Regions from separate parts of the Mus musculus genome. Here region 2 is linked to region 1. A link is a contact called in public Hi-C data. All regions are on one chromosome and are shown on one strand. Each heading gives the region's core, a stretch centred on a gene start, on an enhancer-like site or on the middle of the called end of the contact. The rest is flanking DNA. Distances are from core to core; before and after follow the strand shown. Region 1 overlaps Dpf3 (D4, zinc and double PHD fingers, family 3). Region 2 overlaps Dpf3 (D4, zinc and double PHD fingers, family 3).

What was found. Hi-C and Micro-C count contacts between places; a contact is called where the count stands out from the background.
Region 2: a contact with region 1 is called in a Hi-C map of cerebellar granule neurons, with 2.0 times the contacts expected there. The contact joins two enhancer-like sites. A contact is called at or near these places in 3 of 484 Hi-C or Micro-C datasets (the N1E-115 cell line, cerebellar granule neurons and nephron progenitors) and 2 of 9 other capture datasets (adipose tissue and pancreatic islet).

What each region holds. Positions count from the first base shown.
Region 1 is chr12:83,244,997-83,250,992 of GRCm38.p6, reverse strand. The region is part of intron 8 of Dpf3 (D4, zinc and double PHD fingers, family 3); the gene reads left to right. Among named protein-coding and RNA genes, the nearest start is that of Gm51988, 93 kb to the right of the region's middle. Within about 2 kb of position 2,117, at least 6 of the 459 cell types and tissues checked have an H3K27ac peak or open chromatin away from gene starts, as enhancers often do. A contact at or near this core is called in cerebellar granule neurons, where this site is marked.
Region 2 is chr12:83,339,402-83,344,974 of GRCm38.p6, reverse strand. The region is part of intron 3 of Dpf3 (D4, zinc and double PHD fingers, family 3); the gene reads left to right. Among named protein-coding and RNA genes, the nearest start is that of Dpf3, 150 kb to the left of the region's middle. Within about 2 kb of position 2,219, at least 39 of the 459 cell types and tissues checked have an H3K27ac peak or open chromatin away from gene starts, as enhancers often do. A contact at or near this core is called in cerebellar granule neurons, where this site is marked.

The DNA.
Region 1 (5,996 bases), core at 868-3,367:
GCACATCTTTCTGAGTGCTGACCCTGGAGGTTGGTGATTCCATGGCCATTTTCTGCCAAGGGTTGTTCTTTCAACCTTGCGGATTGGAAATGCACCTGGGAGGAGCATAGTATATTCAGAGAGGCCCGCTGGCCACTTGGTCTCAGAGAGCCTATTTCAATTTGAGATGTAAACCTATGATTGTTCTGATAAAATTAGAACTAAATGTACTTGGTCCTTTAGGTTGATAGGTCAGTGGCTGAGGATAAAGTGAAGAAGAGAAAGAGGAGGGGAAATGGCTGGGATGCTGGTCATGCCCATTCTTGGGTGTAGAAGCGTCTCAAGGCTTCATTGTCTAGATAATTTGATTTGCCTCTTATAGGGAATGAGAAGTTGCACTTGTAACCCTTAAGCTTTTAAAAAAGATTTATTTCCTTTTAGTTTTTAAGATTTATTCATGTATAAAAAAGTTCTCTATTTGCATGTATACTTGCATAACAGAAGAGAGCCTTAGATCCCATTACAGACAGTTGTGAGCCACCATGTGGTTGCGTGGAATTGAACTCAGGACCTTTGGAAGAGTAGCCATTGCTCACAACTGCTGAGCAGTCTCTCCAGCCCCTTATTTCATTTTATTTATAGTATCAGTGAATGGGCATGTGCATCTGAATACAGGTAACCATGGAGGCCAGAAGAGCCTGTCAGGTCCCATGGAGCTAGAGTTCTAGGAGGTTGTGAGATGCGCTGCCTGGATGCTGGAAACCAAACCCAGGTACTTTGCAAGAGCAGCACAAACTCTTGCCTGCCCCATCCCATGAGTCTTCCGATTCTAATACTGTCTGTCTCCCCTCTCTGTGATTTTACTTCACTGACGGCTTCCTTCCCTATTAGGTTCTGAAGCTGAAAGAGGTGCAGCCATGTGTTAGAAGTGTGGATGGAGAAGGCAAAGAGTATGGGCCACTTCTGCACAGTAGCCCAAAGGGGCTGGCACTTTCTGCCGCACTAAATCCTCATCATTTCACTCTTGATGTATCTTCTGAGACGCCCTGTTGGAAGCTATTGTCCCACTTAGCAGGTGAATAAATAGATGGGCACTTAGAGGTGCCAAAGCCCTGTGAATGTGTTGGACTGGTCCAGACCCCACGTGTATTCTCTGTTGTTCACGTGAGTTCACTTGACTTTCCATGTTACTTGCCTAGAATGTTCAATGACAATTGTCTTGGCAACTGTATAGATCACAGGAGCAGAGCACTGGACTCAAAGAGAATGACATGAAACTACAATATAATAGCAGCCACCTTCCCTCTAATGAGAGGAATTATTGTAACAGGCCTCCAGATGGGACCCTCTTCCTTCTTGCCTTTCTGCCCTTGCGAAGGACCCATGTTTGGTTCTCAGCACCCATGCTGGGCATCTCACAACCACATATAGTTCCAGCTCCTTGGGATCTACAGGCCCATTTGCAGCCTGCAGATTTAGTTAGACCTCATCAAACCTTTGTGCATCCCCTTGTTCCTTCGCCTGCCTTCTTCCTTTCGTCTAACAGGACTCCTGTTGGCCTCTGGGAGAATCCTCCATCCTGTTGACCATTGATTGGCTGCTGAGCCCTGGGGCTGAAGCCAGTGTTTAAGTGAATCTTCGTTACTTAGCAAAGCAAATTGCTTAGTTACAAAGAGCAAGCTTCCCTGGCCAGGCTTCCTGTGCTGGGCGACTCTACAGGCCCTTGATCCCTCTCACTCCTAGGCAGGACACTTTGTCTATCCCCAGTTTTGTTGCCTCCCATTACCTCATTTTGGGTCATAGCCATCACTTGGCTAGCTACTTCAAATGCAGTTCACTCTCCATCCTTGTAATTAATGGCTCCAACATGGTATTAGTCAGCTGACTTTTTGAGAACTTTAGGGTGCCGCTTTGGTAAGAATGTGATGTTAAAAAATTATGACCTTTAATACATTCAATTCCTACCTTGCTTCCAGAAACCAAAGGATGAGTAAAGTGCTTTGGAGGTATTCCTTCTGGAAAGTTCTTCCTCTTAGGAGGCAGGGAAGTAGAGAATTGGCTGCAGAGCAGACAATATGCAGGACCAGTTTGGCTCTGGCTCTCCTCTGTGTTCATCCTTCCGGAAGGTAGGGCCAGGGAGGAGACAGTCATCTGGCTAAGATCCCAAGGGCTCTTATTTATTGTAGTGGCATATGGAAGGGGCAGCCCTTGGATGCCAAGATTCCAGATCCCTGCTCACCCTATTCTTGGTCATTCTCTCTTGGGGCCCAGGACCACATTGTATAAAGACTTAGCAGAGCTGGTTAGAGCACAGCCCTGCTTTCCCCATGCCCCATGACCATGGGCAGGATGCTTAACGTTTGGGAATCACTTTGCTCCTGTGTCTAAAGAAGGGACTGGACTCAAGGGTCGTCAGAGTCCTCCTGTGCTCTGACAGTGTGTTGGTTAGCTAGATCATTGTGACTATGTGTTCTGGCCCCAAATCTTGTCTGCATTTTAAGTAGAGGATGGTTTCTTTTAAAGACACTTGACAAAGTTTTATCTCCCTCTCCCCTACAACACTGCTCATGTCTTTAAGGCAGAAGGTTCCCCTGTCCTTTGTCCATCTAGATTTCTAACTCCCTCTGACCTGACTACTCCTAGATCTGTCTCTGTCTTGCCCAGAGGAGGCAAGTGGTAAGCCAGTCTGGCTAGAGTCAGGGTCTCTGTGCAGAGGGAAGAGACTGAGGTCAACACACCTGCAAGGTCACATGGTCTTTCCCACTATTGGCTTTAGAGAGGTCAAACTCCATCATCTGCAGACTGGGCCTTATTTCAGACAAGGCCATGTTGACTACAGGGCTGCTCTGCCCTTGCCTCTTGGGGATAGGCATGAGGCCCTAAGTGCTGAACTGACAGAGGAGAGCCCATTGTCAGATCTTTATCCATATTTCCAGACACAGTCCCTCATTTTTAGTTCCGTGTGGGCAGAATTTGGCCATATACTTGACCTGGTTCTGCCTGGGTAACTATGGGATGCCCTTTAATCTGTGAGCTAACTTAGAGCCAGGAGCAGGTCTCTCTTTTCCCACATTGTACTTTGTAGCTTCACATTTCCCTCAAGGACAGCCTGGAGTGTGGACAGGGACAGTGGAGTGTGATAGGGAAACCAGGATTTCAGCCAATAATCCCTCTGGCTTGGGAGGTGACCAGAATGGTCAGAAGCCCATGTCCTCTGAGAGCCGCTGATCTTATCTTGTCAGAGGAAGGGACATTGCAGTGGCCTGTGGCCTGTGGCCTGTGTCTGAGGGCTGTTATGAGTCTCCCCACGTGGATGTTGGAATAAGATGTCTTGCACATGTCTTTGCCAGTTCCTACCTAGGTCATCTTAAATTTTTTTTAATGTCCTGAGCTTCAGCTTCTTCATCAATAAACCTTAGTCACAGATTGTTTAAAGATTAAATGAGGAAGTGTGTTGAAAGTGCTTAGCACATAGGGAGCTTCTCATTAAATTAGCATTAATAATGCTAATTCCCCTCAGGGGATTGTTAGAGAATTGAGTGAGTTTCAGTATCTTTTAAAGAATTTGATTAACAGGACCTAGTCTTAACAAACTAAATGATAATGGTAATGAAAAGAAATGGGGTTGGCAGCCCAGCTCTTGGTAGAGCACTTGCCTAACATGCATGACGCCCTAGGTTTGCAAACACTATGTGTAGTGTGTGTACTTGTAATCCCAGCACTTAGGAGGATCAGTTCAAAGTTATCCTCAGCCAGCCTGGGCTGCATGATACCCTGCTTAAAAGGACAACAACAACAAACAGAGGAAAATGTAAGAATGCTTGTGTTTGCTGAGTAAGCAGGTAGCAGTAGCTCTTTACTCTGGCTTAGCAGTTCTCAACCTTCCTAACGCTGCCACCCTTTAATACAGTTCCTCATGTGACCCCCTCAACCAGTCAAGTATTTTCATTGTTACTTCATAACTGTAATTTTACTGCTGTTACGAATCATAGCGCAAATATCTGATATGCAAGATATCTGATAATGTGGTCCCCCTCCAAACGGGTTGTGACCCGCAGGTTGAGAACCACTGAGCTAGAGTCTGCTATAACTTGCTTGCTTTACTTACTCATGATTGAAAGTGGAACTTGTTTTGTAAAGCTTGTTTCAAGCCCCTTGTTATCTGCTTGCTCTGAGTTCTGCCTTCAGGAGTTCAAATCCTCCAACCAAGGGTACCACCCCTCCTGTCTGACAGGGTCTCCCCATCACTCCTCAAGATGAAGATTCCCCACAATCCTTTCCTACCTTGGATTGTTCCTACTTTCTATCCTTTGGGCTCCCAACTTCCATTGCAAATGGATCAACGAATTATACAGTGTGGTTCATGACGTAGGAAGAGGTTCAGAAGTCAAAGATGTATGGATGCTGTTTAGGGGGAATGAAACTAAGCATGTCAAAAGAATTAGGAGCGAGGTGGAGGAGAAAGATCCAGTTAGGGAGAGAGAGAAGGGGTTGCTACGGATCTGGGGAGCTGGGAGGAAAACTAGACCATGGACAAGCAAAGGAACTCCACTCTCACTGGGAAGGGGTCACTTTAGTCGGGAACATTTACAGCTTGTATGTTCGTAGGAAAGAAAGGCTACAGAAAGGATCGTAGTGAGAGCCTTCTAGGGCAAGAAGTTGCACTGCTCGAGGCTGATAGAGGCTTTGGGTAACATTCCTGACAATGGAGGGAGGTGACACAAGAGTACAGGTGTAGGGAGCTGGGTACATGCGGCGTAGAAAAGAGGATTTAGTCTGATTGCCTATATGATCTCCTAATGAATGGGCAACAAAATGGAGAGACAGGAGGGAATAATTTTTTTTCCATTTTTTATTAGGTATTTAGCTCATTTACATTTCCAATGCTATACCAAAAGCCCCCCATACCCACCCTACCCCACTCCCCTACCCACCCACTCCCCCTTTTTGGCCCTGGCGTTCCCCTGTACTGGGGCATACAAAGTTTGCGTGTCCAATGGGCCTCTCTTTCCAGTGATGGCCGACTAGGCCATCTTTTGATACATATGCAGCTAGAGTCAAGAGCTCCGGGGTACTGGTTAGTTCATAATGTTGTTCCACCTATAGGGTTGCAGATCCCTTTAGCTCCTTGGGTTCTTTCTCTAGCTCCTCCATTGGGAGCCCTGTGATCCATCCATTAGCTGACTGTGAGCATCCACTTCTGTGTTTGCTAGGCCCCGGCATAGTCTCACAAGAGATAGCTACATCTGGGTCCTTTCAATAAAATCTTGCTAGGGTATGCAATGGTGTCAGCGTTTGGATGCTGATTATAGGAGGGAATAATTTGACCAGCGAAACAGTGGCGGGGGTGGGCAGTGTATCTTGGTGCATCGCCTGGGATGGGTGCAGGACAGGTGGAGTGTTGGCATTGACCATGGTAGCCGTAAGAGAAGAGATGAGTAGGTAGACACAAGAGTGTGCCTTTGGGATGAACATGGGGTGTACGATGGGTATGTGACAGAGGTGGGCGAGGGAGGCATAGAGTGTGGTGTGAGCTATTAGGACAGTGGAATGCAGCCCTGGCAGGACTGAGACTGTACCTGTCTCAGTAACTGCCCTCAGCAAGCCAGGATTACGCTGACTATCATGTTGCCCCCTTTTGGTTTTTTAAAAATTTCATTTTATGAGGTATGTTTTGCCTGCATGTTTGTCTATGTGCCTGGTATCTGTGGAGGCCAGAAGAGGGCATCAGAACCATTGGGGCTGGAGTTACTGATGGTTATAAGCCACCATGTGGGTGCTTGGAATCCAATTCAGGTCCTCTGGAAAAGCAGCCAATGTGCTCTTAATCACTGAGTCCCTACTCTGCACCTTTCGATTTTGGCTCAGGCATAGTCTTCCTAAAATAGTTGAATGAACAGTAAAGTAGAAAATATCAACAAGCAATGCTTATTTCAGCTCTGTTTAAATCCAGTGATTGTTTAATTAGGTTGCAAGGACAGTCCATGCTCCTTTAAGACATAGAGGAAACTCCACAC
Region 2 (5,573 bases), core at 970-3,469, 94 kb before region 1:
TCTTCCTTGAGCTCCCCAGAGACCCTCATGGGCTAGGTGCATAATAGCTCTTCCTGTGTCTGGACTGAGTTTGGTAGGTTGTCAGGGAACTAGGTCTGGGCACAGGGAGAGAGGCTGTGTTTGGCAGTCTAGAGATCCCCTGAAGAATGTTCTGGCATGACTTCCTTGCACTTCTGGAAGGACAGAGGTCATCTTCTATGAGGAGACTCCCAGGGTGGGGAGAAAACGAGCCTCATCCTCGTCTGGCTGCCACTAAGTCCTTTGCTCCTGGACAGAGTTATGGCTGGATGGAGGGGCTCCTCGGTCCGGTTGTTTCATTCTACCTCTGTCACTGTGACCATGTCATCCCTTCTATATTTATTTCTTGTTGGGAAGACAAATGTGTGTTGTGGGAAGAATTCTTTGGAGTCTCAGAGTATCCATATTGTCCCTGGAACTCTGTGTTTCTCAAGCCCCCACCCCCACCTCCAATTTATCATGAGTAAAGGTCTCATAGTCTCCCACCTGCCTGGTGTCTGAAGGACAACCCACACCACACTGTTTCTCTCAGTTGAGTTACAGCTGAGGACAGTAGTCTCTGTAGCTTGCACTTCCTACAGCAGGAAATCTGGGGCTAGTGAGGGGCCTTCTCCTGGTCACTCCTCCAAGAAGAGATCTCTATGCTTCAGAGGGAGGGTGTCAGCAGATGAGAAAGCTGTGAAGCAGGGCAGGTAGTAGGCAAAAGCTATTTCATTCAAGAAGGAACCTCTAACCTTTCCTCCCTCCCTCCCTCCCTCCCTCCCTCCCTCCCTTCCTCCTTTCCTTTCTTCCCTCTCTCCTTCCTCTACCTCTTCCTCCTTCCCTTTCTTTCTTTCTTTCTTTCTTTCTTTCTTTCTTTCTTTCTTTCTTTCTTTCTTTCTTTCTTTCTTTCTTTCTTCCTTCCTTCCTTCCTTCCTTCCTTCCTTCCTTCCTTCTTTCTTTTTTCCTTCAAGACAAGGTGTCTTAGCCAGGGTTTCTGTTCCTGCACAAAACATCATGACCAAGCAGCAAGTTGGGGAGGAAAGGGTTTATTCAGCTTACACTTCCATACTGCTGTTCATCACCAAAGGAAGTCAGGACTGGAACTCAAGCAGGTCAGGAAGCAGGAGCTGATGCAAAGGCCATGGAAGGATGTCACTTACTGGCTTGCTTCCCCTGGCTTGCTCAGCTTGCTTTCTTATAGAACCCAAGACTACCAGCCCAGGTATAGCACCACTCACAAGGGGCCCTCCCTCCTTGATCACTAATTGAGAAAATGCCTTACAGCTGGATCTCATGGAGGCATTTCCCCAACTGAAACTCCTTTCTGTGTGATAACTCCAGCCTGTGTCAAGTTGACACACAAAACCAGCCAGCACACAAGGTCTCACTATGAAGCTCTGGCTGTCTTGGAACTCACTATGTAGACCAGGCTGGACTCAAACTTATACAGATCCACCTGCTCTGCCTCCAGAGTGCTGGGACTTATGGTGCACAACACTAAACTTTTTTTTTTTTGGTGGGTGGGGGGAATTATTCCTTAATATCTCTGTGGATTAAATGCTTGACTAGTTGAGCATCTTTCAACTCCAGACCTTTGGTCCCTGTGGCCCTGGGAAGATACAGAGATATATCTTCATATTAGAGAATGGGAAACTGTGGTGCAGATGAGGAAGTTAATTTCTCAAGGGTGTCGGTGGTGAAGCCAAGGGTTACTACAGGGAGCAGGTCAGGACTGGCACTGTTCTCTCTAGGACCTGACGCACACACTTATCCAGGTGCTTGAAAATGGAGAGCTTTAGACGTCGGAATCTTTCCTGCTCCCCTCGAACCTGAGGCCTTGCCAGCACCCCTGGCCTGAATCACTCAGGCAGCATCAGGCTCTTTGCCCTTCCTGCAGAATCCCAAGGGTAGCAGGAGGGAAGGCTGCCAGAAATGGCTTCTAGTTCCTTCTCCTCGTTTTCTTGTTCTGGGCAGCCTTTCAATGACTAGAGATGAATGACCAGGCAGGGTGTACTTCCTTCCTTCCTCTGGCTGCTGGGGGGACTGACAGGAGGGTGGGAGACTGTAGCTCAGGATGCCCCAAAGCAGAGAAAGTCATAAGGTAGCCAACAAACCAGGGACAAAGACCCTCAGAGGGGCACCTCCAAGGGAAAGGTTCAGGAGGAGGTCTGAGCCTGCCCAGGGTGCTGTCCCTGCTGCATGGAACTGCCAGAACTCCACAGATGGGAGCAGGCAGTGGCCAACTTCCTCAGCTCCTGCAAATCCTGCATCTTAATTAGTTCCCTACTGTTTTTGTCCATGGCCCACATTTTAATAGTCTCTAGGCTTCTTCCACCATTTGCTCTCTGATGCTTGATGTGATTTCTCTTCTCCCCAAGACAGCCCCCCCCCCCACACCCTCCCGTCCAGGAACAGCTTAAGGAACGCTGATGTGCCAGGCATGTAGGTTGAGATTGATGGGGCTGTCGGCGGCGGGCTCCTGTGCCCCCCAGCCATCCCCCTCTGCCAGGCGCACTCCTTAGATGGATGAGTCGGGTGGGGGTGGGCACAAGGGAGGGCAGTGGAGAAGTAAAGCCCTTAGCTAGGTGTGAGCCAGTGGCCAGCGTGACCTTCTGCTGGGCCTGCTATGGATGCCGCTGTGTCCTTCCAAGAGAGAAGGATGCCGGCTCCCACCCCCCATCTGTCAGTGTTTATCTGTCTCTGTGTGTGTGGGGGTTTCTGGGCTTGGTATGGCCAGGAGAATGGATGCCTTCAAGTGCATCCAGGGAAATGACCTGTCATTTATCTCTTTCCTGCAATGTCAGAGCCTGCAGCCATCTATCCTAGATGCCCGCATTGGCCGCCTCTTCTGCTCCTGGTGGCTCCCGGGAGGAAGGTAGCTAGCTGGGCAGGCCTTCAGCCTTCTTCATGCTGCAACTGCCGGTGCCCCGGCACCTGCTCCCTGGCTTCCTGAAGTCTCGGGTGGCAGAACTGGAGTCAATAGAACTTAGGGGCTGTTTTGGCACTGCTTGTGTTCCTGACAAGGGACCAAGGCCTGGAGCTAGAAGAGGGCAGAGTAGCCGCATGGCTGCTGCAGCTTCCAAGGCTTCATTTTGTAGATGGGCCAGAGGGTCCCATGTTTAGAGCAGGGGCCCGAAGCCTGAGAATCACTTAAGTCTGCTCTTGCATACTTTCCTCCCACCTCGGTCTTCTCATGGACAGGCACAGTGCAGGGACCCATCTTCTTCATCTGCATCCCTAGAAGCCGGCATAAGGCCTGGGACATGGTACATGAATGATAACGATTTGTTAAATGAAGCTGGGAGAACACACTGAGTTCTCCTATATACTTTCCCGGATGAGGGAAGTTGAGAGACGGAGATGCCTTGGCCTAGAGCTGGGCTTCCTGTCCAGCTCTGTCATTGTCCTGGGCCTATATTTAGTCATAGGTTATAGACTCCTTTCCTATTCTCATAATCTACTGGAGAAAGAAAACACTGAATAGATACCACAAGGCCTGGATCCAAGTTCAGATCCCTCAATCACTAGCTTTGGAAGCTTGGGCGGTTACCTGGGAGACCAGACCCTGATTCTTCACATATGAAACGTGGGTAATGGTAGACTTTTTTTCTTTTTTAGGTCTGTTCTAAAGGCCATGTGGAGTGGAGGCAGGGTGAGGAGGCATAGAGATGTTGCCTCCCCAGACACTGTGGAATGGGCTCAGGGGACCTCCACAAAGACTGTGTGCGACACTCCTCAGTATCAGCGAGAAAATTATTACAGACAGCTTGCTGCACTGCAGGGAAATTGTGTGCTGTCTGGTCTGGAGCCAGGAACACATTATATCTCTGAGTTTCCCCCCCAAAGCCTCATTCTAGCATCTTCTATGTTGAGGAGAGTTCTTGGAACCTGGTTGTGGGATCCACTGTCCGCTTTTACTATAGCTGTTGTCCTGTGATACACAGGGGCGTAGAGCTGCAATGTGCTGTGCTAGGCAGGCCCATATGCCTGAAGCTCATCTTCTGCCCTTGGTGGAAGCTGCTCTTCTTTCTTTTGGAGAACCATGCCTCTGTGGACTTGCCCAGATAAGAATTCACACCTTGGTGCCCCTAGCATTGGGCATCTGTCCTTGGCTAGATTTGTCACATATAGAAAGAAGCCCCCTTGCTTGGGGACCGGGGCACTCATTCCTGCCCAGTGTACTCTTGGGTCTGACAAGGAGAGGCTAAGCTCTCTGAGGAAAGAGCTTTGCCCCTATTCTGCCAGCTTCCTCCCAGCACAGGCTTATCCTGGGGTTCTGTAAGTAGTGCAACACCTCCTCTGTGGTCTCCCCATTTCTGTGTTTACTGTCCTTCAGAGTGACCCTGTTACTCTATAGGCAACGCTCTGCCTCTCTCTGCTCAAAGCCTCCTGTGGCTTGTCATCACACCCAGGTTGGAAGCTGGTATTCTTGCTGCCACCTACACAGCACTTCAATGTTCCTGCAACTCTGTGAGCTGACCTCCTGGGAGCCCCCAACTCACTGTGTGTGTTCCAGGCAAATGGCAGCTTCAGGGCAGATGTACTAAGCTCGCTGGTGCCTGTGACATTTTTGCATGGCTACCCAAACAGGCCTCTTCTCACTACTCTTCCAGGCTCTTGCTTTCCTGGCCATATTTAAAAGTACCTAACACCTTCCTAATGCCCCCATATGGCAGCTTCCCTGCCATGTTCTTGTCCTTTCTCCAAAGCATCAATTACAAAATGCCAGATCGTAGACCTCAGTACAGTCATTTCTTATATCCCTTCCCAACGGTGTCATTTCTTATGAACTTGAATGTAAGTTCTATGAAGGCAGGTATTTTTGTCATCCACAGCTGTGTCCCCAGCATCTGTTACAGCCTCCTCCATACTTGGCTACTAGCTGTTGAATAAATGAACAAAGCTGGGTGCTTTCCATTGTGTGGCTGCTGTTTCTCCTCCAAAGCTGCAGGGGGCTCTACCCACCCTTGGGAGTGGGGCGGGGCCCGTCTCTCTCTTGGAGCTGTGTTCATGCTCCGACTCTTCTGTCCTTTAACTGCTCCAGATTCTGCCTGGTGGCTTCTTTTCTCCCTGGGCCATACCCATTCTTGGGAAAGTTGGGCCTCATCATGTCCAGTAGCCTGAGAGTGTTGGGAGGCAGGGGTTTGGGTTGAGGTGCACAAGAACAGGGAGAATGGAGGAGGAGGAGGAAGGAAGGGGGAGCCTGGCTCTGGACCATCTACTGGGCTCAGACCCTTTATAGTTGATCTCTCATTTGCTCTTTAGCAACAGTGGGAGGTGGGCTTTGCTCTCTGTTTTACAGCTGAGGTAGTCAAAGCCAACTGTGAGATTTAGGGTGGTGGGACTGAGGTTTTATCCCTAAACATCCAGTTGCCTCAGCCCCCTTGAACTACTTTTTACTTAATTACTTATAAACAGGATATCATGTAGTGCAAGCTGGTCTTGAACTTGCTGTGCAGCCAAGAATGGTCTTGGCATCCTGATCTTTATTAGGGTGTGCCACCACATTCCATTTTATACAGGGCTGGGTGTAGAACTCAGGGCTGCATGCATGCTAGGCAAGTGCTCTGCCA